Linked DNA regions of Mus musculus: all the other regions are linked to region 1. A link is a contact called in public ChIA-PET, Hi-C, HiChIP or PLAC-seq and promoter capture Hi-C data. All regions are on one chromosome and are shown on one strand. Each heading gives the region's core, a stretch centred on a gene start, on an enhancer-like site or on the middle of the called end of the contact. The rest is flanking DNA. Distances are from core to core; before and after follow the strand shown. Region 1 holds the start of 1500009L16Rik (RIKEN cDNA 1500009L16 gene). Region 2 has its middle 15 kb from the start of 1700028I16Rik. Region 3 holds the start of Txnrd1 (thioredoxin reductase 1). Region 4 holds the start of Tcp11l2 (t-complex 11 (mouse) like 2). Region 5 overlaps Txnrd1 (thioredoxin reductase 1). Region 6 holds the start of Ckap4 (cytoskeleton-associated protein 4). Region 7 holds the start of Chst11 (carbohydrate sulfotransferase 11).

The links. Promoter capture Hi-C pulls out the DNA fragments that hold promoters and counts their contacts. A called contact is a pair of places that touch in the nucleus more often than the background predicts. ChIA-PET counts read pairs in DNA pulled down with a chosen protein or histone mark. HiChIP or PLAC-seq counts read pairs in DNA pulled down with a chosen protein or histone mark.
Region 2: a contact with region 1 is called in a Hi-C map of LSK cells, with 5 times the contacts expected there. The contact joins the enhancer-like site here to the promoter of 1500009L16Rik in region 1. A contact is called at or near these places in 5 of 39 promoter capture datasets (the 3T3-L1 cell line, cranial neural crest, embryonic stem cells and 2 more), 1 of 484 Hi-C or Micro-C datasets (LSK cells) and 2 of 115 datasets of contacts at active chromatin or transcription factors (embryonic stem cells and large pre-B cells).
Region 3: an RNA polymerase II ChIA-PET map of memory CD8 T cells shows a contact between it and region 1, with 14 read pairs. The contact joins the promoter of Txnrd1 here to the promoter of 1500009L16Rik in region 1. A contact is called at or near these places in 2 of 39 promoter capture datasets (embryonic stem cells and pre-B cells) and 7 of 115 datasets of contacts at active chromatin or transcription factors (astrocytes, embryonic forebrain, embryonic stem cells and 3 more).
Region 4: a promoter capture Hi-C map of embryonic stem cells shows a contact between it and region 1, with 2.2 times the contacts expected there. The contact joins the promoter of Tcp11l2 here to the promoter of 1500009L16Rik in region 1. A contact is called at or near these places in 2 of 39 promoter capture datasets (cranial neural crest and embryonic stem cells), 1 of 484 Hi-C or Micro-C datasets (LSK cells), 1 of 115 datasets of contacts at active chromatin or transcription factors (embryonic stem cells) and 1 of 9 other capture datasets (adipose tissue).
Region 5: a contact with region 1 is called in a promoter capture Hi-C map of embryonic stem cells, with 3 times the contacts expected there. The contact joins the enhancer-like site here to the promoter of 1500009L16Rik in region 1. A contact is called at or near these places in 2 of 39 promoter capture datasets (embryonic stem cells and pre-B cells), 1 of 15 datasets of contacts at CTCF or cohesin (embryonic stem cells), 2 of 484 Hi-C or Micro-C datasets (CD4 T cells and muscle stem cells), 4 of 115 datasets of contacts at active chromatin or transcription factors (embryonic stem cells, large pre-B cells and memory CD8 T cells) and 1 of 9 other capture datasets (adipose tissue).
Region 6: an H3K27ac HiChIP or PLAC-seq map of embryonic stem cells shows a contact between it and region 1, with 5 times the contacts expected there. The contact joins the promoter of Ckap4 here to the promoter of 1500009L16Rik in region 1. A contact is called at or near these places in 11 of 39 promoter capture datasets (the 3T3-L1 cell line, 3T3-L1-derived adipocytes, cranial neural crest and 6 more), 1 of 484 Hi-C or Micro-C datasets (embryonic stem cells) and 4 of 115 datasets of contacts at active chromatin or transcription factors (embryonic stem cells and forebrain).
Region 7: a contact with region 1 is called in an RNA polymerase II ChIA-PET map of memory CD8 T cells, with 7 read pairs. The contact joins the promoter of Chst11 here to the promoter of 1500009L16Rik in region 1. A contact is called at or near these places in 7 of 39 promoter capture datasets (the 3T3-L1 cell line, embryonic stem cells, hippocampal neurons and 3 more), 3 of 115 datasets of contacts at active chromatin or transcription factors (effector CD8 T cells, memory CD8 T cells and stem cell-derived neural progenitor cells) and 1 of 9 other capture datasets (embryonic stem cells).

The regions. Positions count from the first base shown.
Region 1 is chr10:83,721,088-83,724,794 of GRCm38.p6, forward strand. It overlaps 1500009L16Rik (RIKEN cDNA 1500009L16 gene), which reads left to right and starts at 1,778. Exons shown (of 6, transcript NM_001145198.1): 1 at 1,778-1,947. The coding sequence starts at 1,902.
Region 2 is chr10:82,795,367-82,799,073 of GRCm38.p6, forward strand. It overlaps a transcript of Hcfc2 not described here. Among named protein-coding and RNA genes, the nearest start is that of 1700028I16Rik, 15 kb to the right of the region's middle. Within about 2 kb of position 1,920, at least 97 of the 459 cell types and tissues checked have an H3K27ac peak or open chromatin away from gene starts, as enhancers often do. A contact at or near this core is called in LSK cells, embryonic stem cells and pre-B cells, where this site is marked.
Region 3 is chr10:82,857,456-82,861,162 of GRCm38.p6, forward strand. Txnrd1 (thioredoxin reductase 1) reads left to right here and starts at 1,751. Exons shown (of 15, transcript NM_001042513.1): 1 at 1,751-1,845; 2 at 3,069-3,175. Gm38560 (predicted gene, 38560) reads right to left here and starts at 1,553. Exons shown (of 4, transcript NR_156010.1): 1 at 1,502-1,553.
Region 4 is chr10:84,575,217-84,578,923 of GRCm38.p6, forward strand. Tcp11l2 (t-complex 11 (mouse) like 2) reads left to right here and starts at 1,731. Exons shown (of 10, transcript NM_146008.2): 1 at 1,731-1,796.
Region 5 is chr10:82,897,366-82,901,072 of GRCm38.p6, forward strand. Txnrd1 (thioredoxin reductase 1) reads left to right here. Exons shown (of 15, transcript NM_001042513.1): 15 at 1-359. Among named protein-coding and RNA genes, the nearest start is that of Eid3, 33 kb to the left of the region's middle. Within about 2 kb of position 1,631, at least 40 of the 459 cell types and tissues checked have an H3K27ac peak or open chromatin away from gene starts, as enhancers often do. A contact at or near this core is called in embryonic stem cells and memory CD8 T cells, where this site is marked.
Region 6 is chr10:84,532,178-84,535,884 of GRCm38.p6, forward strand. It overlaps Ckap4 (cytoskeleton-associated protein 4), which reads right to left and starts at 1,711. Exons shown (of 2, transcript NM_175451.1): 1 at 1,270-1,711. The coding sequence starts at 1,689.
Region 7 is chr10:82,983,564-82,987,270 of GRCm38.p6, forward strand. Chst11 (carbohydrate sulfotransferase 11) reads left to right here and starts at 1,934. Exons shown (of 3, transcript NM_021439.2): 1 at 1,934-2,419. The coding sequence starts at 2,302.

The DNA.
Region 1 (3,707 bases), core at 528-3,027:
ACCAAGACAAAGACCCTTACAGCTGGGTACAAGTCACTCAAGGATTTGATACAACTCAGACAAACCATGAGGTCCAAGCCCAGCATCGGTGAGCTGCTCCCACAAGATAACCCCCCCCCATCAGTTAGTTAAGAGGCAGCTGTAACATTGTAGCTGCCTTTTGGTAGCTGTGAGGACAGACAGAGCTTTGAATAACTGACAACATTTAGGATACTCACAGGGCAGGAGGTAACACCAAAAGAGTTACTTTCTCTTTTTACCGAACTTTTATGTCTTAGGAGCCTGACTCATTATCCTTTAATGTTTTTCCCTGTAAACCTCTTAATAAAGTTTCCCACCTCACTCTTACAAGCATCTGCAACTTTAATCTTTATTGGCATAGGACAATGAGCTTGGAGTCACTGCCTCTGGTCAATCATGGCGATAGTTAAGTGTCCACTACCTTAGGACTCTGGCTCAGACCCCCCTGGCTGAGAAAGACTGTTGCTCTCCAGCCCTATAACAGCTTCATGTGCTTTTAACGCCCTCCCTTCCCCACCACAATGGATGGAACTTCCCTCCAATCATCAGCCAGAATAAACCCTTCCTTTCCTAATTTACATCTTGTCAAGTATTTTGTCACAAAACTCTCTCTCTCTCTCTCTCTCTCTCTCTCTCTCTCTCTCTATATATATATATATATATATATATATATATTACAGTTGTGGAGTAACAATGAAGTAAATTTATCGCTGAGGGTCACCACAGTATGAGGGACTGCATTAAAGGGTCATATGTAGCATTAAGAAGGCTGAGAACCACTCTTTTATATGACCCCTCAACATACCTATAGAGTTAAGCCCATTTCTTAAGCCGTTCCACCCTGTATAACTCCATTTGTGTCCCTGTTTTGATGTAGCTAATTTGTTTATAATTTGTCTGTCTGGGGACACAGTCTCCCACATGTTTGCAACCCCAGAGCTTAGTAAAGAACTTGGCACAGTCAGGGCTTCTCTATAAATAGCGAGTTTAAACCGGAGCTCTACTTCCTGGCTTGAGCTTACCTCTCAATGAGTTTTATTGATTCTGCATTGTGAGCCAGGAGGACACTAGGGAACGGAGGGTCCTCGTCTTTAAGGAATTTGTATTACTGCTCAAAAGCTCAAGACCTATTATAGCAGATGGTGTTAGCTGAGGCACAGGTGCTGAGCAGTTTACAACCTCTCAGTGTGGCTCCTAAAGTCCCACAGCTGTCAGAGGGCAGAGCAGGAGTTGTGGTCCCAGCAGTTAGGGACCACGGAGATTCATAGATCTGCCTTAGATCAGAAAGCAGGGTATACAACTCTAGTTACAGATCTGGGAGACATTGATTGTAAGGAGGAGCACCAGGTCTGACCGACCTGGGGCAGAGCTGGTTTTTCTAAGTGAGGAAGGATGGAGCTGTCTCAGCTTTCTTCGAAAGCAGGAGAGGTTTTGGTTTCCTCTTCAGATCTGAATATCAATTAGTCTGTCGACCTTAGCCTTATCAGACGTACACCCAGGATACTCAGAGCAGGTGTTCCCTGTCACTTCCTCTCCTCTCCACATCCTGGGGACAGGGAGGGGCCACGAAGAAAGAGAGCGAAGGTGAACAAGAGGGAGAGCGAGCGGGTGAGACCTGCTGCGGACCACGCCTTCTGCCATGACCCCCAAACCCTACTTTAAACTCCCGCCCACTTTCAACCGCCACCAATGCTTGGCCCAGGAACGCGCAGAAGGCTGCGCATTGGTCGGTGCCGTGGTTGCCGCGGTGACGGGTGGGTTCGTGGGGGTCCCCGCGCGGGGCGGGGCTAGGGCTGTCCCTAGTCCCGCGCGCCGCCTCCTTCTGGGTCTCCTCCACTGGGACCTGAGGTCCAGAGCGCGGCTTCCCTGCGGGTGGCGCGATGGGTTGCGGGAACTCCACGGCCACCAGCGCGGCCGCGGGCCGAGGTAAGCAGAGCTGCGGGGCGTAGGTCCCTCGGGAGAGGGGGCGGCGGCGGCGGCGGGGGTGGGGGTGGGGGCGCAGTTCCTTCGGCCCATCCTCAATTTCGAGCCTGGAGCTCGCCTGCTTCTGGAAAGACCGAGAGGAAGCCGGTGCCCCTGTGCGGGGGCGGTCACGCCCGGATTCAGCGGGGAGGACAGTCGCCTGGGTCCTGCAGCCTGTCTCTGCATCCTTCTGGGGAGCAGAATTTCCCAGACGTGTTTCTGGTCCCTCACATCCCCTTTCTATTGGCTTGCATCCAGGCCTCACCCGGACCCCTTGGCTCCCAGTCCCTGCGCCTGGGAAAGTGTTGCTGAGCAAATCGGGACTTTTTTGGGGGTGGGGCCGAGTGCCAGTGGGTTGGGGACAGCAGCCTGCAGGGCTCTAAAAACGCATCCGTTTGGGTCTGCGTACTTAAGACCCACCCTGCTGCCCGCTAAGATTTTCATAGAGGAGCTGCGGTACCTAGACGCACAGATTAGCTTGATGGAGCTCTGGACTGGCCTCTCTTTTTGATAAATTTTCACTTAAAAATACATCCAAACTTGTCTGTGCACGACTTCATTTCGTTGATTGGCAGGGCAGGGCTTCTAGATTTTCCTGGCTAAGCCAGGCTTTGTATCAAGTAACTTACTGTAAGATTCAGACCCTCTGATAAAACTAGCTGATGTTGGGATTTGTTTGGGGTGGTGTTCTCTGCTGACGTATTTTAGCGTCTTTTTGGATAGGGTTCCCTACCTTCTCTAGCTGAGTCCAGTCAGGTATCACAGCCCACTCTAACCAGCAAGCGCAAACGGTAGTCAAATACTGCAGTGTTTGCGGAGCGGATGTGGGTGTCCAGCTATTGAGTTTTGAAACCTTAGGGATGTCACCTCCCATAGCCAAGTCCTTAAGGCTTGGCAGTTATTTTTGTGATTGATTGAAGCACTCAGGTTTGAACTCAGGGTCTGATCATTGCACGTGCTGCGCAGACCTTTGACCATCGGGCTGTATTCCTGGTATCGTTCTTTACTTTGAGATAGGGTCTCACTAAGTTGTCCAGGCATGCCCTGATCTCACTGTGCTGCTCTGGCTGGCCTTAAACTTGCTACTCTCCTAGATCCGTCTCTTTATGACCTAGGACAAAAGGCCTGCAGTACCAAGCCTGGCTGAACTTGTTTAAACATTTACAGGATGGGAACCATTGTGGAAATCTATTCAAATATTGGCCAGATTTGGTCTATCTTTTTTTTGGGGTGTGGGGCACAGTCAATGTGATACTTTTGGATTAAGTGTGTCTCAAGGGATCTAACTAAAACATCTGGGAGTCTAGGCCCAGGGAAAGTATATCCATTCCAGGTGACCTTCGTTGTTTTGAATTTAGGTCTGTCTTTGGTATCTGCAGACAGCCACTGGGAAGCAAATCTTTTAGATTCCTATAGCAGTGACTCAGCTTAGTTAGTATCCTATGCAAATGAGAGCAGGGGCGGGATTTAAGCTGGGGTGTGGCCCCGTTTCATTGCAACAAGGAAATCAGGAAAAGTGTCAAAGCGTCAAATGTCCGTTCTGAGGCTCAGTGTAACCTATCGCACGCGTGCTTGGCTGAAAGAAAAAAAAAAGAGTTGAGAATGTTAAAAAACAAAAACAAAAACTGAAAGGAGGACCCAGAAAAGATTTAGAAATGAAGAAAGTTTGGCGCATTTACATTCTTTAAGAATCTATTTTTATTCCTATGAATGTGCAGCTGTAC
Region 2 (3,707 bases), core at 670-3,169, 930 kb before region 1:
CGTAGACAGTACCATGGGGAGAGGAAGAATGCCAGTTTCCCCACTCCAGTTTCCAGCACAGCACTTAACCGGAGCCAAAGACAAAGCTGTGCGGAGAGCCAGCCGCAGGAAACTCCTGACGTTGCTTCCAGGCAGCAGGCTCGGTTCTGGGAACCAGTGTGCACTGCTTAACGCATGACTCAATCTGCCCAGAACCTGCCAGGGGAGGGCAGTAGCTCCTTGCTTCACATTCTTGTCTCTGTCTTCCCCCCCAGGAACTGTTTGCAGATCCCATGGATGCTACCTGAGCTCCGGAATGCCACCCCTTCTGCTACAGGGCTTCAGTCCCAAGTCCCACCCGGCCAAAGAACTGGGCTCCTTGCCAGCGTTCCTGCCCCATCCCATCCTACCTTCCTGCCAACTGTCAGAGATATCATCAATAAATTGTTTGAATTATTCAATTCTAGAGATTAAATACTCCCCTGCTCCCCAAACCCAGAGATAAAATCAAACTCAAAACAGTTTGACGGAAAGCCGACCGTGTTTTGTAATCTGCCCCACCCCCACCCCTCCCAGGTTCCTCCTGGCTTCTTTCTCATCACTCGCCCAGGCATGGTTCTGGTGTTGAGGCATCTGCATGCCTCTCCTCCTTCATCTGGCTATTTCCCTTCTTCAGACTCGACTAGAAATTGTGCTCAGGGGCTGGGGGTGTAGCTCGGGGAGTGGAATGATCCAACTGGGCTGGGGTTCAGTTTCTGGCGCTATGTAACATGGAGAGGGGTGTATGTGAGCTTGTGTGTAATTGCGGTACTTGAGAGGTGGAGGCAAATGGACCTATTCAGGGTCATCTTTAGCTATATACACAGTCGAGACAGACTTGGCTATGTGAGCCCCTTACTTTAAAAACAGGAGGAGGAGGAGGAGGAGGAGGAGGAGGAAAAAAGAAGGAAAAGAAGAGTGAGAAAGAACGGGGTAGGGTGGGAGAAAGCATCTACTTCTGGTTGTTCAAATTTCTATTAAAATCCTTGACAAAGGAACTAATGCAATGACTTGCTGGTTATGAGTACCGACATCCAGGGGACCCAGGTTTGGCTCCCAGCACCCACATAGTAGCTTACACCCACGGACCAGACACCAACATCCTGATCTGGCTTCTTCGAGCACATGTGCCGCACAGGCACACACAGGCAAAGCAATCATGTTTGAAAATAAAAATTTAAAGAATAAAAAACTGCTTGATGGCCTGCTCTGTTTCGGAGAGAGGAAATAAAGTCGAAATAAAAACAAAGCAGGGAAAGAGAAAAGCAGCAGCCACCTGGAGGAAATGGTTACGTAGTATCTGGTCCTACAGCTGCCTGCAATTATCCTCCCTTACAAAAAGGGGAAAATGCCGGAGTCTCTGCTCTTTATCTGAGCCGGTAAACACGCCTGACTGCAAGAAAGGAATTTCTCGTTTCTGTCCTCTTTAAGGCTACCCCAACAATGACAGGATAGTTAGAACTAGGCTGAAATGCCTATCGGTACCAGAAGAGCCCCTGTGCAATGGCTGAGTTGGTCTTTTCTGACGAGCCCATGGCTAAAAGATTTTTCTGGTCCCCCACTTCTTTTTTGGTAACTGAGCTGTTCCCCTAACAATGCTGTGGTCACAGAGAAGAAGGAAGGAGGAAACAAGTGTGTCTTGCAAGCGATGCTCTGTTCCTGACTTCTCATTTCTTTCTGCTTTCTTTGTTCTACCCAGTACATTTAGTTTCCCTGAGGGGACATTGGTTGCTTTTGGATGTCCAATGTTCTTTCCCTTATGTGTGGACTGGCCTCAGAATCAGAATGGGTTTGACTAGTTCTACATACCGATGGAGCCCAACTTGCCCTCAGCAACGGACTCTGCCCTTGATGACTCCACACACCACCCACCCACACACACACCACTTTCAAATGTTATGCATATAGGTGTTTTCCCGGCCTATATGTATGTCCAACATGTGCGTGCCTAGTGTCAGAGTGGGCAGGGAGGCAAATGATGCCCTGGGACTGGAGTTTACAAACCACTGTGAGGTTGGCTCACAGTGGGTGATGGGAATTGAACCTGAGTCTTCTGAAAGAACAGCCAGTGCTCTTAAGCAGTGAGCTTTCTCTGCAGTCCCAACCCTGTGCCCTGGAAATTAAAAGGAAAGATTCAGGATCAGACAATATATATATATATAGTTATATATATATAGTTATATATATATATATATAGTTATATATATATAGTTATATATATATATATAGTTATATATAGTTATATATATATAGTTATGTGTGTGTGTATAGAATATCTTGGGTCATTTTGAAGCCTGCAAGGGTTCACCCCAAAACTCTTCCAATTTATTCTCCAGGTAGTTCCTGCCCAATCCCCTTCAATGACTTCCCACTCCCTCTGGATAAAATCTGTCTTCGAGGGTATATCATTCCAAGGCTTTGAGATCTGCCCCTCTCTCCCTTTCAGAACTCAATTTCTTAGAAGCACAGTCCTTTCTTTCTATCAAGGCTTCTAGTGCTTTCTGGTCTTTGTCTGATCACATGACCGTTATTATTTCCATGGCTCTGCCCTTGTCTCCACCAGATCAAGGACTTGCTTTTTCTTTCTTTCTTTTTTTTTTTTTTTCAAGACAGGGTTTCTCTGTGTCGCCCTGGCTATCCTGGAACTCACTTTGTAGACCAAGCTGGCCTCCAAATCAGAAATTAGCCTGCCTCTGCCTCCCAAGTGCCAGGATTAAAGGTGTGCACCACCACCGCCCAGTGACTTGCTTTTCCTAATTCCTTTCTGTGTCCTGGTTGAGAGACGCAGGGTGAGTGCCTTGCCCAGCCTCTCCTGGGGCTAGCTGTGTACTTCCTTCTGAAAGCTGGGGCATTGATAGAGATGTAGCCCAGGCCTTAACCACATTCCTTAAAGTTTACTATAAACGCTACACCTGTACTCTGATTGTAGACACACCTTGGTGGCCTATCCCTGTGTGTGTGCCCATTGCAAGGATGCAGACATTCAATAATGGCTTCTAACGGCTTGACCAGTCACCTGGTCTTTGCTGCTTTTCTTTGGTACTCCCCACTGGTCCATCTAGGCACAAGTCTAGGCAAGACAATAATTGTGGGACTTTGCCTGCTATCACTGTGGGGCCAACTCCAGCTACAGCTTCTGCTGAACGGAACCTCCTGATAAGTTAATGGCCTGACTGAATTGCTCTCTGGCAAAATTGATTCAGATGAATGGCATGCAGGTGGGAGGTGACACGGAGACCATGCTCGTGGAGAGGTGACACGGAGACATGCTCGTGGCATGTCCTCTAGGGGTCCTCTAGGGAGGCATGTTCTCTAGGGAGGTGATTCAGATGAATGGCATGCAGGTGGGAGGTGACACGGAGACATGCTCGTGGCATGTCCTCTAGGGGTCCCCGCTGCATCTTTTTAACCTGGAATCTCCCTGAGATGATCTCCATAGTAACTTCCCCCACCTCTTCTGTCCCTCGAGGCACACCAGATAGATCTGTGTTATTTCTAAGTGAAATGTCTTCAATCCTTCAATCCCCCGTGACCTCATACACCTGTTGAATGGGATCTCTGGGTTCAGGTGTGATTTCTCAGCTGTCATTTTGACCTGAGGAAAAAAGATGAGGAAATCTTACCTCCTTAGATTGGCATAGGCATAAACAAAGTGACAAGTGAACAGGTGTGTGTTAGTAAATGGGATG
Region 3 (3,707 bases), core at 501-3,000, 860 kb before region 1:
GATAAGAACGTGCACAGTCAAAGCCGTTTAAGGTGTTTGAGTAGACAATGAGCAGTCCTTGAGCTATGGGGAAAGGTAAGGAGGAACTGCTTTTAAACTGGACCAGGGTAGAGCTCTCTGCATCTCCTCACAACAGGGAAGCTGTTTTAGCCACTTGTGCTATAGTCTGCTTATCTTAAGAGCAGTGGGGAGTTGCAGTGGCATATGTAGTCTTTTCTAATAAGCTGTTAGAAAAAAAAATCTCAACTGGGGCTGGAGAGGTGGCTCAGTGGTTAAGAGCACTGACTGCTCTCCCAGAGGTCCTGAGTTCAATTCCCAGTAACCACATGTTGGCTCACAACCATCTGTAATGTCTGAAGACAGTGACAGTGTACTCAAATACATAAAATAAATAAATCTTTAAAAAAAGAAAAAGTAACATCTCAACTGTGATCCCTCTCTGACCAGTCCATGTAAGACACTTTCAGGGTCAAGCTATTAGAATCCTATAATCACAGCATTAGTACATTATTGTAACTTAGTGATAGAAGAGCCTCTCTCTACCCTGTCGTACTCTTGAAACAAGTTGCACTGTCTGTATTTTTAAGAAGGGGGTGTTCATGACCTTCCTTTACAGACTGTCCCAATGTGCAGTGCCTGAAATACGGCAAACAGAGCTTGGCTGGGGAGCCAGGGGTAATCAGATTTGCCATCCCTTGGTCCTTAACTACGTTTGCCCTGAACACTTTGGAGCTAGACACTTTGTAGCCAGTCCTGACACTTGCGTATCAGGGGCTGCTCCGGTTCAAGCACTGCTTGTACACACACAAGAAATGAGCAGCGGGCAGTGTGGGCTAAGTATCTGGTCAGCCTGGCAGCCTGTGTGTCCGTTTATGCAAGTTTCTTACTGTCACCTTGGAAGAGCCTAGAAGGAAAGTGGGGAGGCCAGTTCTCAGAAGGCGTGGCTTCAGGCTGGCAACCTTCTCACCTAGTTTTTTTTTTTTTTTTTTTTCCATAGTGGGTCAGACAATTCATTCATTCATTCACCAAGCATTCTTAGTAGCCTAGAGGCAGGAGGCATGAAAGGACAAGGCCTTCTTTGGTCGATGCTGGTGGTGGTGTGCCAAGTGTTTTCCTTAAGGTGAACCCCCAAGCCCGATTGGGACGAGGAGGAAGTATTGTAAGGGGAACTAGTCATTTCTTCTCAGGGTAACTCAGGATGAAGTAGGCATAGCTTTAAAAAACCAGGGAACTTCCTTAAGAGAATCACCAGACTTGACTAATCCATTACCTTAGGTCACTGCCGCCTTTGCAGTCAATTAGATTAACTTTTGGATTTTTTTTTTTTTTTTTTTTAAGAAAACAACTATTTGGCAGGGTCACAGCCAGTGCCAGGGGCATCAGATCGTCTGTATGGGTGCCGGGCGTCAATATTTTTAAAATTCCTCATGTGACTAACGCAAGCTTGTGTAGATAGCAGCGCCTTAGGGCTGAGCCCGGGTTACTCACTCCACACTCTTACTCGATTCTGGTTCCCAACATTCTTTGAATAGCAGCCGCGGCCTTTGGGTCGGGGGGCGGTTCCGAGCAGCGAGGATGTTGTACGGTCCAATTAGGAGCTCTCACTTTGCGGGGACAACCGGGACAGGTTGCCGGGGCTGCGCGGGGACTGGATTTTTGCTTTGTCATTCTGACACGGGCAGTTCGCCCGCCTACTAAGAGCAGGGCGTGGCTTCCCGGAGCCACTAGGAACCCGCAGCTCTTTATCCTCAGTTTGCTTCCGTCAGGCCTCGCGTCCACGCGGGAGGTGCGGGACGCCGACACCGCGGGGCGAGAAGAGCTGGTGGTTTCACCTTCCTTGTTCATGTAAGCTCTGTGTCAGCGTGGAGCTGACCGCTGGGGACCTGGGATGCCCGGGACGGTCGCTGGCGGGCCTGGGAGCATCGCTCCGGGGTGGTGCTTTGGAAATGTCCGGGAGGGGATCGTTTAATGTGCGACTGAGCAGGCTGGGAACAAGCTAGGGTAAGCAGAAGACAGCCCGGGTCACAAGCTTCAGGATATGAGGACTTGGGTCTGGCCCTTGTCTGCTGATGCCTGGCAACCAGAGAAAGTGGGTATTCTTTGTAGAGCAGTGATCTTGAGGTATATATAACACTGTGACGAGTAAGTATATAAATCCGTGATAACATTAAGGAGTTTCATGCCTTTACAAATGTTTCCACTTCCTAAGCCCCATGAAATTCCTTGGAATTGGCAATCGCATGTTTCCTAGTGGCTTGCCCTTCTTGACCCAGGCAGTTAAACAGGGCAGCTGGGACTACAGCACAGCCTTTCCCTAACTGAAGGAGGCGGTGCAGACTAGTACAGAGCAGAGACAATCCTGCCTGGATTGAGTCTCGCCTCCAATGTTGACCGGCAGCTCGAACTTGCCCAAGTTGGTTGACAATATGTAGCTCGGTTTCCTTTACCTATGAAATGGACATGGTAATTTGGTAATACATCTAAAAGTACATTGTGAAGACTAAATGTTTATATATATATAATGCTATAGCACTTTGTAAATATATCTCACTGTTGGTACTAGTACTGAATAACTATGCTTTTAAGTGCTGGTGTCAGTATATATGACATACTGACACTACACACACACACACACACACACACACACACACACACACACACATATTCATTCATTTAGCTGTGGGCTACATTTTCAATAGTTCCAGACTTTTCCGAGTTCATTACTTTGTGAAATAGGACCATCCTCCTCTGATGTCATCCAGAGCGGATGGATAGCGTCTTTGTGGACCTTCGTTTTGCCCGCGGTTTCAGATTCCAGGAAGCCCTGGGTGTTGCATTCACCCGGCGCAGCGATCAAAAACCAGACCACGCAGTGTTAATGTTAGGTGGCTACGAGGCTGGTGTTTTTAGCCGCCATGCAGAGCTTTTCTGAGTTCTGGGGGTCCTGGAGTCTTGCTGGCCCGGCTGCTTAAGGGTCGGAGTCCACTGGCGAGAGTGACCCAGGGCGCGTGGCGTCCCGGAAGCCCCGCCCGGAGGAAGGCTCACTGCCGCTCTGCTTTGTGCCACAGAGGGCGGCGGGGCCTTGCAGCGGCGCGGGCGAGCGGAAAGGCCGCGGGAGGCGGCGAGCCAGCGGAAGGTGCGACCGGCGGAGGGCGGCCATGGTCCAGCCCTGAAGGTAGGAGCTGCGCAGGTTCCCCGATCTCCGGCGCTGGGACACTGCAGGCTGGCGACCCACGTGCTCAGATCTCTGAACCGGGAGGAGCCAAGCCAAGCCATTTCTTCTTTTGTTCCCTTTGCTCGGGTTTTCCCTCTTACATTCTTTAGCGTCAGGGTGAATAGTATGGGGAAGTCTTGAGAAAAAAACGCGTCAGGAAATACTTACCCCTTCCTCATCAGGCCGCCCTATCACCTTCCTCTTAATTCTCAGAGGCATGGGGTACCAAGAAACACAGGCTCTGGGAAACAACCACGAGTCCCATGGGTTGAATTTGTTTCCCGTCAGGCATTTCTTTCTCTAGCTCAGAGTTGAGTGGATATAAAAGAACCTAGATCTACCCTTCTGTGGCAAGTATGCTGGTCATCATTTTCTGGTCCGTCGGTGGAGGGGTGACAGCCTGCAGAATTGCAAAAATGTATGATGAGACACCAGGCAGTGTGTTGAAGTCGGAGGACATTGTGGAGTCGGTTCTTAACGTCCCTATGTGGAT
Region 4 (3,707 bases), core at 481-2,980, 850 kb after region 1:
GAGACTGGGGGCTTCTGACATCTGTTTATTCCAGCAAGTGATATTATAAATAACAGTGGGTTTATGGGAAAGAGCCTGGGTGACAGCAGCACTTTCTCTTTAATCTCTTGATCTGTAGCAGGTTGTATATTTTACTGCCTTTTTAAGATTTCTTTTACCATTGAGGTGAATGTCCCTCTTTGTGGGAGAGTGTACATGCGCTATGGCTGTGTGTGCTTGTGTGTGGAGGAGTCCAGAAGACAGCACTGCATCCTTTAGAACTAGAGTGTTCTACAGTGTTTGAGAGCCGTCCAGTGTGGATGATGAGATCTGAAATTGCCTGTGGTCCTCATGATAGAGCAGCAAGGATTCTTAGCAGCCGTGGCTCCACTTTAGGTTGTGTAATTTCTAGAGTGACAGATACAAATGGATACAAATCTCTAGGTAGGTTTTCTTGTTCAGAATAACTTGCCAACTAGGTTCAGTAGCTAACAGTGAGCTTCTAAGAGTGCTTTAGTTCCATTCTTATCCCACTGAACAAGAAGATCTCTTGGGTAGGCAAATGTTAGGGACTTGGTTATAACCTCAGACCAGTCCATGCTGTACAATTGTATTTCTATCTTGCTTTAAACTATTGTCTGCTTTTGGTTTTCTTCTTTCTAGAATGATAGTAGACAATTTGCCTCCACAATCCGATATGATTTTAGTCCTAAACAGGAATATTTCAGCTTATATAAAGTTCATTTATTTTTTTTGTATGACGCTACCCACAAGTAATACCAACTTGTACCTGGCAAAATAGTGGTTCTGTTTCTTTATGCCCAGAAGCAAGCTCACGAGAAGTTATGCTTAGTAAGCCTGACCACACAAGAGCCCCTCCCAGCACTTATTTACATTAAGCCTGGTTGAAAACTCTCCCCAAGATAAGCGCCGCCAAAGAACCCTTAGAAGAAGTAAGACACTTTATCTTTGTGCACAGGCGAAGCCTTCGGAGAGCTTAGGTAGGTGTGGCTCCCAGAAACCAATCGTCCAATTCAAGGGGCAAATCAGGACCCGTGTTTACAAGAACATGTTGACACGTGTGGATGACGCGGTTGGACGCTGATGTGCGTGGGACAGCCTGTTTGGAATGTTGTTGACTCGCTTGGCCCGGTGTGTGTGGCCATTGTGAAGGTGGGCATGTAGTGTTTTTATATTACTGCCGCGAGCGGACACCAGAAGTCTGTCCGTTCGGTTGGAGTTAGTCCATTTCATCCTACCTGGTAAACTGAAAGAAACAGGATTGGGGGCGTCACCCGCTGCACTTAGGCCCCGCCCTTACACAGCCAGGCCCCGCCTCCGAACGCTTTAGGCCCTACAGCAGCCCAGGCGCTCCCGGCCGTAGGCTGCCCCAATTCCGTGTTCACTCCTCTCCCCGCCCCTGGCGGTCCGGACCGTACCACCACTGAATATAGGGAGCACACATTTCTCGTGTGCAAATGGCTTTCTGTCTGAGCCTTCTTCAGCCTTCACGATAGAAACGTGAGAAAGCTATGGTTTTTGTAGACAGACTCTTCAAGAATTTAGGGATCTTCGCCAGAACCCTGCCCTGGATTCTGGCGCCGCGGTGCTATAGTCCCCCTCCAGTTCCTTCCCGAATGGTCGCGCCCAGGGAGTACCTCTGGGCCCTTTAAATACCGCGTGGGGCTGCGGGGGGGCTCCAGAGTTGACAGACTGCTGAGTCTCCCCTTGTCTGCGACGCTGGTTGAGGGGGGATACGCAGAGCCCCGCGACCCCCGCCACCTAGCTTTCCTCGAGTCTCTACGCGGGATCCGGGGGTGCGTACCCATCCCAGGGGAGGGGCCGTGGGATCTGAGGGGACCGCGTCTCCTTATGGCAGCGGGAGGGCTCCTTGTGCCCTCCGAGTTCGGGACATTTGACCTCGGAGTCAAGGCTTGAAGTGGGGCACGGTGGCAGTGGTGGCCCAGGCTCTGCCGGGGCCGCTTGGTCGTGATGACATCCCTTTGGGTGCGTGCCAGCGACTGTGCTCAACGGCGCGAGACGCTCTGGGCTCCCCGTGCGGTCAGGTCCCCAATCCCTCGTCCCTGGAGGAGTGGGACTGAGCCGCGGTGGGGCCCGGCTGGGCCTCGGCCCTATGTTTGGGTCTTGTTGCTGGGTTTCTCGAGAGCTGGGTTCTGTCCCGGCAGTCCCCTCCCCCAAACGTTTGTTTTGACAGGAAACGTGGTGCTGCTAGAGGGAGGGGCGAGCAGAGAACGTGGGCGAGCGGGCAGGACTCCTGGGACTTCCGTTGGACTTGACTGTCCAGGAGGCCAGCTCAGGTCACATCTGGGTCAGACCCTTGCCTTCTCAGACCCTTGCTTTGCCTTGCTTTGGGTGGCGCCACAAAACATAGCAACGAGATTCGGTGGCACGTGGATGACACAGTTATGTGTTTACGTTAGTACAAGAGGAAAAACTTCCATTAAATGAGCGATTTCGCAATGTTTACTTCTAAAATGCGTTTATTAGACTGGGACTGTAGTTCTGTGGTAGAGCACTTTACAGGACTGTAGGTTCTGTCCTCCCCCAACCACAAGAAGCCCAAATCATGTGTTTAAACACAAGAATCCAGTCAACAAAGAAGGGTTTGTTAAACTACCGTTACAAGCAGAGTAGAAACACTTGAGTGGTTCCAGTGAGAATGGAACCTCCCTCTTTCATCGTTGTCTTGGTACCTTAACGGTAAAGAAACCAGGCAACTTGTCTTTGTCCTTAGTGGGCTGCTCAGCACAAGGTGGTGTTCAGCTCTCAGCTCTTAGTTAACCTACCTCCCAACTGATAATTTCAACCAGTTCTTACACTGGTTCCTGGGCTAGGAGTCCCCATCCCACCTCCACCTCCACCCCGCCCCGTCTACTCTGCCTTTTTCCTACCCCCATGGATTTCATACATTGCTCCACTTGAAGTGACCCAGGGCTGAAGGGCGCCTTACCCCCCGGGTGTGCAGCACAGGTGTTAAACTAGGCATCAGGGATGGGGGGGGGGCGGGGGCAACGCTTTCCAGGATAAAAAGTGCTTAGAAATCCTTCCCAATGCTGTAATGACACGTGGAGCACGGGCATCTGCCTTTTAGACAGTGGCTGGCTTGTTGGCTTTTGTCTAGCTCTCCGAGGCGGGCAAAGACTCGATGAGGACCAGTACTGTTCTCTCCGTGCTGTGTTTTTTGCCTTACTCTAGCCTGGTGCTAAAGCACGGTTTGATCGAGGATGGAAATTGTCTGGCATCTGCAAATTTTTTCCGTCAGAGCTCAGTCTTGCCTTTAACCCCCTATCCTATAAGTGCCTTATGCCTGACTTTGGTAAAGTCTTGGAAGGAGAGTACCCACTAAACGCTTCTTGCCACCTCTTTAATCCCCCCCCCCCCAATCCTAGCCTTAACTTGGTGGATTTCATTCCCCAGGGCCCTTGTTGGATAACCTGAACAATCTACTGCCAAATGTTTTTGACTTGCTAGCTGTAAGCAGTTAGTCCTTTGGGTAATACCTGAGTTTTAAGGAGGGATTTCGAAAAACATAGGGAATGGCCCTCTGATAGAGGACTTTGGTCACTACCGTGGGGTGATCGAATGCTGTTTTGTTGAATGATCTCTTTCAGCGATGTCCTTCACGGTATAGTGCTTGAACAGCTGTCCCAGGGTAAGGTCATCTTGCTTCCACACGTGAAAGTGTCCGTGTGATGATAGACAGAGCA
Region 5 (3,707 bases), core at 381-2,880, 820 kb before region 1:
CTCCCTCACACCTGCCCCCCCGTCCTTGTGTTGAAGACAGTGGGAAGAGGAGAAAGGACCAGGGAAACCAAGGGAGTTGACTGTTCAGTTTTATTTATTTATTTTTTAAGTTTTTTTTTCCTTTCAAGTCTGCCAGTCTCTGAGATCAGAACAACAGACAGTGTAGGGTAACTAATCATGTGATTCTCTTAGTGGAATGAAATGTTCTACCCCCACAAGAAGGAGTATACGTCATTGTTCATATTCTGTAATCGCACAATGTATTGTAATGCAAATTCCAATTCCATGTATTTTTATTACAATTTTTCTGGAAAAAAATGTGAACCAATAAAAGATGTTGATGCACACGCGTGCCTTCTGACTGAGTGGTGCTCTGGGCTTCTTTGACACCGCACAGGGCTGAGTCAGGCTTTGTATTGAAGGCTGAAGTCTTGTCGTCTCATACCTCTGGCGCCATGCGATTGCCCGGGCAGCATCAGCTGAGGGTATCCGTACAGGCTGGCGGTTCTTCAGTTCTGACTGGTCCTTCAACCCTGGTCTTCCGGGAAGCAAAGCCATCCACACCGTGAAGTCACCTTCTGGGTGTCCCAGCAACGTGTGCATGGAGAGCTGGTGCGTCTCGCTCCAGGTGGCCGTGAGGGTGTGCGGTCTTCCTGTCCACCCACCTAATATTTCCCCAGACCCTGGAAATGTAATCTCTGTGATTTCAGCCGCGCCTACCACAGTGTTGACGTCACAGACTCTTTGCTTGCGTGTACGAGCCGAGCCGCAGTAGCACCAGTCATTAAGCAGAAGCCCCACCCTGTCTTCCCAAAATGCATTTGCTTTTTACCCTGAGCAGCTGCAGGCTACCATCAGTAACAGCCCCGCCAGTGCTCCTAAAGCCAGGCACAGGGCTGGACACACACAGCTGGCTTATCCTCACAGTGCCCTGACAGCCCCCTGACAGGAGGTGGGAGTCACTTTTTTCAGGATTTTAGCCAGTTTTTCAGGATTTTAGCCAGTTTTTGGATACCAGGTTGGAGGCCAGAATCGAGCCTTTGGCACCAAAACTCAGCCTCAGTTCCCTTGTTACACCTTGACAGGCAGGTGTAACTTTAATTTTTTTTAATCTTTATTTGTTTATTTATTTATTTATTTATTTATTTATTTTTTCAAGACAAGGTTTCTCTGTGTAGCCATGGCTGTCCTGGAACCCACTTTGTAGGCAAGGCAGGCCTCGAACTCAGAAATCCGTCTGCCTCTGCCTCCCGAGTGCTGGGATTAAAGGCGTGAGCCACCACCGCCCGGCTCTTCATCTTTATTTTTAATGATGGTTCTTAAACATTATAACCTCCCTTTTAGCCTATCACCCACTAGAGGTAGTGGGAAAGAAAGGATAGGGGCGAAGTGGACCTGTTTAGAAAGGTTCTGTGTTGTCTGGAAGTCAGCAGGCAGCGACAGCTCATCCACTCGGAAACACTTCCCAGACAACACCAGCAGTCCAGACAAATCAGTATCAAAGTCAGGAGAGCAAACACAAATCAGCATTGGTGGTACGACCTAGCAGAAACAGCCAGGCCTCAGCCTTAGCACAAGTTAGCAGGAGGGACCAGGAAGGACCCCAGAAGACTCTGAGATCCACTAGCCCTCTCTGTAAGCAAGCCTAGCTCCGCCTCCTAGCTCCTCCTGTCCTCGGAGTCCTATTTATACTCCCTCCTCCTGTCCACGGAGTCCTATTTATACTCCCTCCAAACAAACATCACATGCCCTCCTCGGATCTTACTTCAGCATTCGTGTCTGTCTCAGCTGATATCCCTCTGCCAATCAGCCTGATTCCTCGGAAGCAGCAAAAAAACTGCAGCACACCACCAGAACTTTTTTGGTGTGTTCCTCTCTATAGGCTCCTGACAAATGCAGCTCAACTATGCCATGTAAGGCAGACCAACACATGTGCGTCATTAGCAAAGAACCCTTCATCATTTGTCTTTTCACGTGCTTTAGCAGAACATCCTCTCCTGTGTCTGCGTCAGCTAAATGTTGTCTGCCTTAGCCATTCACACCTGTGTCCACTTCATGTGTTTGCCCCAGCAAAACACCATCCAACCGACTTTCCAGAGAACCCTTCCGTTTCCACTTCATCTTTGAGTGGCAGTGCTGTGAAGGGGGTGGGGGGAGCAGCCTGGAGGACAGGAGCACTGATACACATACAGGGAGTGCTCACTATTGCCTGGGCTGAGGGTCACACTTCCGCCTCACCCCAATCCCTGCCCTGGGTGTCTTAGTTTGGGTTTCATTGCTGTGAAGAGACACCATGACCAATTCAATTCTTATAAAGGAAAACATTGAATTGGGGCTGGCTTCTGGTTTCAGAAGTTCAATCCCTTATCATGGGGAGCATGGCAGTGTTCTGGCAAGCATGGTGCTGGAGGAGCTCAGGGTTCTGCATCTTGATCCAAAGGCAGCAGAAGGAGACTGACTGGTTGTAGCTTGCACATACATAGGAAATCTCAAAACCTGCCCGCACAGTGACACACTTCCGCCAAACAAGGCCACGCCCACTTCAGCAAGGCCACACCTCCGAATAGTGCCACTCCCCATGAGCCTATTGGGGGTCATTTTCATTCAAACCACCACACTGGGGAATTGCTGGTTAGTGTTTCTTGTCAAGTGGACACAAACTAGAGTCACGTGGGGAGCGAGAGGACCACTGAGGAACTGCCCTGTTCAGACTGGTCTGTGGGTTTGTCAGTGGGGCAGTGCCCAGACAAATGATTGATGTCGGATGGCCCGGCCCACTGTGGGAGGTGCCATCCCTGGGCTGGCAGCTCTTGTGTAAGGAAGTCAGTAAACAGCGTTCCTTATGGCGCAGGTTCTCAACCTTCCTAAGGCTGCAACCCTGTAACATAGTTAGTTCCTCATGTTATGGTGACCTCCAACCACAGAGAGCCATCGCTCTACAGTCTCTGCTTCAGTTCCTGTCTGTAGGTCCCTGTGCTGACGTCACTCGGTAACCGATTGTTACCTGCGAGTGTAAGTTGAAGTAAGCCTTTCCTCCCCGTTAGTTTTAGTCAGCATTTTATCACAGCAACAAAAGAGCAAACTAGGGCAGTAAGTGACAGGCAGCCAGCTAGCTTTGGGCACATTGTGTTTCCACCTCATTCCTGACCTAGACCACCTGGGGCTGAACCCCAGCTCTGCCTCCCGGTGGACAGCCACTGATGGAGACTCTGCTTAGTGTCACTGTTCCCTCAGGTCCCTCATCTGTAAAATGTGAGCTCATACTTTGCAAGCTGGCAGACAGATCCACCTTTTGTTCAGTAATGAGCCGGAAGCTGAAAGACTGAAGTGTTGTACCAGGGCCCCACTCTTACCCTCTCCACCCGGCTTTTCAAAGGTGCTTGAATTCGCCAATGCTCCCTGCCAACCAACTCTCATGGAGGAATTTTACACTTTCTTGGGACTGAGAAAGCACGCTGTGACATACCGTAGATTGTAATGCTCCCTCCCCTTGTTTCCATGGCAACTGCCCCTTTCCGACTTTCCCTGCATCTCTTGCTGATTTATATTGCCTGTATCAATTCTTCCAACATCCCTTCAGACTATTCTGATCAAATTGCATAACAACCCAATACGTGTTACTGTGTGCCTACTCCTTTGATCTTCAGAGGGTCCGGTAGGAGTGGGGGCTCAGCAGGGTCTGCCAGTGAGGAGAGAAAGTGGGTATC
Region 6 (3,707 bases), core at 461-2,960, 810 kb after region 1:
GCTTCAATAAATATTATGACTGATTAGGAAGAGAGGAAACGGGCTAGCGATCAGACTCCCGCGGGGTGTCTGTGTTCTTAGGATGGTCTGACATTCAGCAGGCAGAGCAGAATCGCCCACTTCATTTCCCCAGCTAAGTCACCTCCCTTGGCCTACACCACTTCACAGGCTGACTCACTCCAGTTGCTCTTCCAGTCTTGAGAGGAAATTCCTAGTGGTGCACACTCAACAAAAAAGTAGGGACTTGGCAGGGCAAGCGGCATGCTGGGAAAGGAGGCCGTGGTTCCGGGCTCAGAAATGGCGGGATTTTTTGTTTCCGTCCAGCAAGTGCGTTTCATTGAGCAAGGATGTGGGTGGAGAGGATGGAGAAGGCACTAGAGGGAAGGGGGCTACACTTGGGCTGGAAGGGTAGAAACTGAGCAGTTTGCCATGAGAGTTGTCTGGTCATTCCTGAAACAGCTCGCTGGGGAATCCTTCCTCACGAATGGCCCACACTTTCTTCCACAATCTGCGACTCAAGCCAGCTGTGGTCTGTGTCAACTCACTTTGTGTCTCTTAAACCTCAATATTCGGGTCTGGAAAATGGAGTCAAATTTGTCAGCCCTCTCTTCCTCCCTCTAGTTAACTCTTTGAGTGAGGAAATAAAATACATGAATACGCTGTCTACACACCACATAAGTGTGATCTAATACTTCTGGCCTGTGTTTCCCCTAAAGCTGGAGTAGGCGACTTCAAAGGCCCACATGGGCTCCTTGGTCCAGCTAAGGACAAGGGACCTAAAGATAGACGTTTCATCTGAACTTAGCAAATGACTAAGCTCACTAGCTTCCCCCACCCCCACCCCCAAAACTCTAGGTCTATTAAAAACTGGCTCGGGTGACTCCTACTGGCATAGCCAAGGTGAAGTCTTGACTAGAGGCTTCCGGGGATGCGATGATTTCCCTTCCAGGCTCCTGTTCGGGCAACTCTGTCCATTCAACGGTTCCTAATGCAAAAAGAATGGGCTACGTAGAGCCTGCCGGCTTCCTTACAGGTCACCGCTAATGTCCTGTGACAGGCCCTTGGCCCATCCTCCCCCAATGGTCTGGCCATCCTCAGAGTCCGCTCCATCCCTCTCTGAGACCATTAACAAAGCGGGTCTGGGACCGCCCTGGCGACTAGGGCGCTGGGGTCCCAGCTCTTGCCACAGGGCCTGGGCAGGAAAGGACCAGGGCCCCTTCAGGGAGGGCAGGAGTAGAGTCCCGACCCCGCAAAAGCTGGAGTACCCACCTTCTGCTCGACGCCCTGCAAGCCCTGGCCCAGCTCATCCCTCTGACGGGAGAAGTCCTGGTGGCCACGCCGGACCTGCTGGACCTCCTCCAGGACGTGATGGACATACCAGCCCGAGAAGGCGGCCGCCGCCACCAGGGAGAGGTAGAAGAGAAAGTTGAGCACCCGGCCAAGCCTGCGCGAGCAGGACGCGGAGGACGCGTTGGCGGTGGCGGCTGAGGACCGGCCGCGGTGGCCGCCCCGGTGCGCCTGGTTCTGCGGGTGCTGCGGCGGGTGCGGCGCGGGAGGCTGCGGCTGCTGCGGCGCCGCCGGCGGCTTCTTCGCCACGTCATCCGCGCCGCCCGACGGGTGGGCGCCCTTGTCCGAGGGGCTCGCGGCGCCGTGGCCGCCCTTGGAGCCCCTTTGTTTGGCCGAGGGCATGGCGGCGGCGGCGGCTCGGCGGGATGGGCGAGCGGGGCGCGCGGCCCGGGACGCTGGCTCCGGCTCCCACGGGGACTGCGCGGGCGGCACGCGGGCGCAGCGGCGTCGGAGCGGCCGGGAACGTGGGGCGACGAGGAAGGAGGCCGGCCGCGGAAGGAGGAGGGGGCCTGGCTCCGCCGCCGCCGCGGCGCCGACCCCGCCTCCCGGGAAGGGAGGCCGAGCCCAGCCCGAGCGCCTGCCACGCAAGCGGGCCGCCGCCCCTCCTCCCTTCGCTGCGACCCCGCGGAGGGCGGGCGGAGCCCGGCGGGGCGAGGCTGGGCGCGGCTGCCCGGATGGCTGAGACTCCCAGTGCCCCGGCTACCCTCGAGAGGAGTCAGCGGGGTGGGGGTGCCTCCTGAGCACTGTGCTGAGCACGATCCCCACCCGGGCCGAGGGGGAGTGCTAGGGGGAGCGGAAAGCACGGTTCTGGAAGGTGGGGACAGGACGGGGGGGGGGGGGGTCAGACGCCCTACTTGCCCACCACTAAGCCGGGAACACCCCTCCTCTAAGGCCGCCCTGCAGCCGGGCCAGGCCTGTCTCTTCCCGAGAATTTTTGGGCTCGAAGGACTCTGCACCCAAGCACCTTGGGTATGGACTAGAACTTGTCCTAGGGAGCTGAGTTACTGAGTTATTGAGTTACTGAGTTACAGACCCTCTTTGCCTGGGCAGTAGACTGTATGCAACACCCCCAGGCCCCTTGGTTCTCTTTTCTTTTGGGGTATCATACAGTCTCTCCACAGCTCCAGTTCCTGACAGGCTCTGGGTTGAGTGTAGAGAAGCCATCAGCACCCTCACTTAGAGGGACACAGGTTGAGGTTGTCACTTCCACATTTGTAAAAAGAAATATAGCAGTGCCAGACCTGTGCTTATCAGCTGGTATGGGCTCTAAAATCCTCGCAAAAGCTTTGAACGGTTGAGATTACATTTGCCCATTTTATAGGAAACACACAAGGCTGAGCCTCGACCCCAACAGAATGCCTCAAGGTCCCACACAGCCGTGTTTTGAACCTTGGGCTGATGCTTCTGAAGCCCATGGGTGAGTCTTCACTCATGACTGGGAGGGAAACCAGAGCCCACCATCAGTGCAGATCATTGGTAATACCAATCTGGACCTTTTCCCCTGCACCTGGCTCCCGCAGTCCTAGTGTGTACTTCTGCGCGGCAGAAGTAGGGATGCTATTTCTTCTGTCTGTAACTTCCTCCCAATCTGCTTAGAAGGGGGAAAAAATTAGAAACAAAACTGGAATCTTCCCATGTTCAAATACCACCACTTCCATACTTTGGTGGTCACATGCCCGACAATACCCCTCTTGAGAAAAGTATTTTCGAGGAGACACTGAATGTGCAACTTTACAAGGGCAAAACTTTGCTGAAGGCCCACTGTGTGCCAGAGAGATGTCTGTCCACTGCTAGAGGCACCTTCCTCAAGGACAATCTTGTTGCTCCTCATTCTTTTCGTAAATCACCTTTAAAATCTGAATAGGCACATATGTGCCTGTGATCACGGGCTCTGGGTCCTGGCAGGGGGTGGGGGTGGGGGTGGGGGAAAGCATGTTTTAATGTTTTAAAAACCAACGCCTAAGAACCGAGACAATAAATGAAAAGAGAACTTGGAAAGCAAACCGTGAGCTGTACACAGAGTAGAGAATGAGGAATAATTTGGAGAATGAATTTGCATAGTAGGAGAACAGGAAGGCTATTTCTGAGCAGGAAGTGGGGTAAGCCCAGGACACCTGTCTTGACTAGAAGGGTGTGTGCTGTGTATAGAGAATGGCTGCCCATTGCAAAAGGCCACAAAATAAGGTAGCAAAAGAAGCAGGAGAGTCACTGCTATTGTGGGGAAAACACAGAGGAGATTAAATTTGGGCCAGAGTGTGCCCTAGCGAAAGCATCTGCTCTAGACAGAAGAGAACGCCCCCTCCTTGGGCTGAATAGCAGATACTGTAGCAGAAACCTCTTAGCTCAACAAAGCACAGGGT
Region 7 (3,707 bases), core at 684-3,183, 740 kb before region 1:
TATAGGGCACAGTGGCTGGAGGTGGGGTCGGATCTGGAGCACAGAGGAGGAAAGAGAAGCCCAGTGAGAAATTAGGGGATACTTCCTGGAAGACGTGGCAAGTCACTGGCACAGCCTCTTCCGATTCTGTATGTTGGGCCAACCCAGATTTTGAGGATGCAAGCATGGATACCTGGCAAGGCTCTCCGTCCTTCTCCGGCACATGGTTCAACTCAATCTTCCAAAACCCCCAAAGACTCACATTTCTCACGTCTTCCTTGGGTGTGTGACTACCCAAACTGGCTTATTATGAATGTCCAGGCTCAACAGTGTGGTTTTCTGCCTTGGGCAGAAAGATGATGGAATGAAAGGCATGCAAATCCCTCTTCATCGTGCTTTGGTTAAAGAAGATAATGGCACGCCTGTAATGAGCAGCCCTGCAGGCCCTCTGGGGGATATGCCCCTACAAGGGGTCCATCCTCCCACCCAGTGCACTAGGAGGAGACTATACAGCAGTGCCTACTCACATCATGTGGGGACTCCCTGGGGAGTGGCTTGTATTGGAGCATGTATATCTCGGCCACCTCAGCAAGCAACTCATTCATAAAGGAGCAGCAAAATAATACTGGCTACATAAATATCTCCCTGTAATTGACTCTTGTCTGAATCACAGGAAGCCTGCGGACTTTCTCTGCTGAAGGGAAAACTTCAGGAGAAGGAAGAGGAGGTTTGGAGGCGTTTCTGGATACATGTATCAGAAAGCAACTTGTGAGTCTGTCAAATGTGAGGGGAGGATAAGGCCCATTACATTCAGATTCGACAAGAATTTATCAGTGCCCCTGTGAAGAGACACATTCAAAGGTACAATGTCTTATGGAATCCAGCATTCTGTAAATGCATTTAATGGTAAAGTAGAAAGGTCAGGCTTTACAATAACCCTGCTTTCCTGGCATAAAAGTGATCTCCTTATCATTGACCCGCGTCCACCTTATTGATCCTTGGCCACCCAAATGCATGGAGCTGAGCATTTAACAACATTTTACACAATGCAGGTAAGCAGCGCCATCTTTCTCTCTACCTGCCAAGGCTAAGCTGGCTTGGATCTCCCCCTCCCAGCCTCCACTCCCAACACTTTGTTGGACTTTTAGGGGCGTCTTTTCACATCCGTCCGACTGATTCTCATACACTTCGAATAAATTACAGAAAGCTGTACCTTTTGGTGAAACAGTTTTAAAAGCTACAAACCCGCTTTGCCCCGAGGGGTGCGGGTGAGGGCACGTGTCAGAAAGGCTAGCAGCGGCAGTCACCAGATCCTGGGATGCCGGAACAGTTTCCCTAACCTTGACTTTAAGTCCGCTCTCTTTAACCTCTTTGCAAAAGCAGCCCTCAAGCTGAGCTGTCCTTTGAAAGAAAAACGGAACTGCCCAGTTTTTGATCAGTATGAGAAGGGCATCCGCTCTTAGGGGAGCGTGGGGCAACTTCCCCTGCTAAACCGCCCAGGGATTGTAAATGGTCGCGTGTCAGCAGGGCTCCTGTTTGCCTCTGTCACCTAACCTGCTTCTCGCCACACCGGAGAACGGGTGGCAGCACTACAGCATCTTATTCATGGTTTTCCCCCATCCCGGTTGTGTCATGGAAACGTTCACGCAACCTCGAGACAGCGGCCCAGCTCCGCCCAGGGACTGAGGGCTTTTGGGACCCTGCGGGAGCGTGCTGCGCACTCCGGACTCCCCGGGAAACAGCTGGACGCGACCACGTCTCGGGTAGGGGCGGGGGGAGGCGACGCTCCGCCCCGGCGCGGCCCCGCCCTCCCCGCTCGCCGGCGCCCTCCCCTCGCCGGGGGCTGCGAGTTGCGTTTGGTAAAACCCAGCCCTGGAATATATAGATCACTGGAGCGCAATGAAGTAGCTTTTGGCGAGGGAGGGAGGGAGGGGGGCCTGGACAGTCACAGAGGCCAGTGCACGGCGGCGGCGGCACCTTCCTTCTCGCATCCCGGTCGCCCGGCCCGTGAGGAGGCAGCGGCGGCCGCAGGCGCCAGCAGAGGAGGCGGCGGAGCATCGAGCAGAGGCGAGGCGGACCGGCAGGAGCGCGCGGCCGGAGCCACGCATCCTCACACTTGCACACCAACTCCTGCGCCTTTCACCCTCTAGACCAGAGTCGGGGCCTCGGAGAGCCTCGGTGAAGCTAGCGGGAGCCAGCTCCGGAGCCCAGCCAGCTCTGTTCTGAGCCTCCCCGGTGCTGGTACCCCCGCGGCGGGGTCCCCGCTTCTGCGCTCGGGACGCGCCTCCCGGACAGCCGGGTCCCCGCGGCCAGGACAAAGCCATGAAGCCGGCGCTGCTGGAAGTGATGAGGATGAACAGAATTTGCCGGATGGTGCTGGCCACTTGCTTCGGATCCTTTATCTTGGTCATCTTCTATTTCCAAAGTATGTTGCACCCAGGTAGGGGGCGCGTTAGCGTGGTTTTGTTGGATATTTTCTCCTCTCTCGCTCTGCTTTCTGCTTCTTCCAACCTCACCTCTTCCCTTCGGCCTCTTCGGGGCTCTTTACTGCCGGGATCCGCGGGTCACGGAGTTGGGATGGGAAGAGAAGGTGCGCTTCCTCTTCCTCCCATCTCCAGGCTAGAGGTTGAGACTGCAAGGAGAGACAGCGGCGCGTGTTGTTGCCTCCTTTTTCTTTTCTTTTCTTTTCTTTTTTTCTTTGTGTCTTGTCTATTGGCTAGGTGGCATAGAAAGGTAGGGCTTGTTGGAAGCTGCCCGGGTTGATGGGAAGACTACAAAACTCTGTCCGGGTTGCTGCTGAGGGCTGAGGTGAAGCAGGCGCTGGCAGCCGGCTGTTCTGCGCCAGGCAGCGCTGCCTCTTCCTGGTTGGGGACCCCCGGGCGAGTGGTGCACGCCCCGGCTGGGTAGTGAGTCCCTGCAGCCGCCTGGGAAGCCCCAAGCCCAGCTACCACGTGTTCCAAGCTCAGCAGCAGAGCAGGTGTGGGGACAGAGTGGGTAGGTTCCCTGCTCTTCTCTCCATCGGGGGAGATATTTTGCGAAAACACCCCAGGGTCCAGCACGGTGGTGACTTTGCAGCTGTTGCTCCTGGGCCTGGTCTACCATCTCCTGGCCCCAGACCCCCCAGCTAGGAACTCCAGAGCCTTTGGGCTGCACTTTGACCATCAAAGCTCTTGGAGATACTTTGTGCAGTTTCATCCCTTCTTCTTGGGTTCTGAGCATTTAGAGACTTCTGCAGCACAGGAACGAATCCTTCCTCACGTCTTCTCTGGCTTAGGCTAAATACCAAGTCTCCTATCAGGATAGGCAGGGCCTAGGCACCCCTCATCCCGGGGGTCCAGAAGGAAAGTTTGGTGCTAGAGAAGAGAGGGGCGCCCTGGAGTGCTCTGGCCGGGCTGTGCTGCATGGTTTAGAAGCCCAACAGGTAGGACTTTCTAAGACGGTTCTGTATGTGGCCACCCAGCCTTAGACTTGGGAACCCCTTTCCCCATTTCTTCTGGATCAATAGACCTGTACTGGGTCACCTTGACATATTTTGACTCCTCAGAGTCGCTACAATAATCATTTCCTTTCCTAATAGCAGGGAGGAAGGGGGTGGGGTGGAAACACGTATCTTTCCAGGGAAATAAGGCTGTTTTTTTTTTTTTTTTTTTTTTTTTTTTTTTTTTTTGCCTCCCGCCTTCTTTACGTGTATAGCTAACACTTTCAGTAGACTCAGCCGCGAATTCATC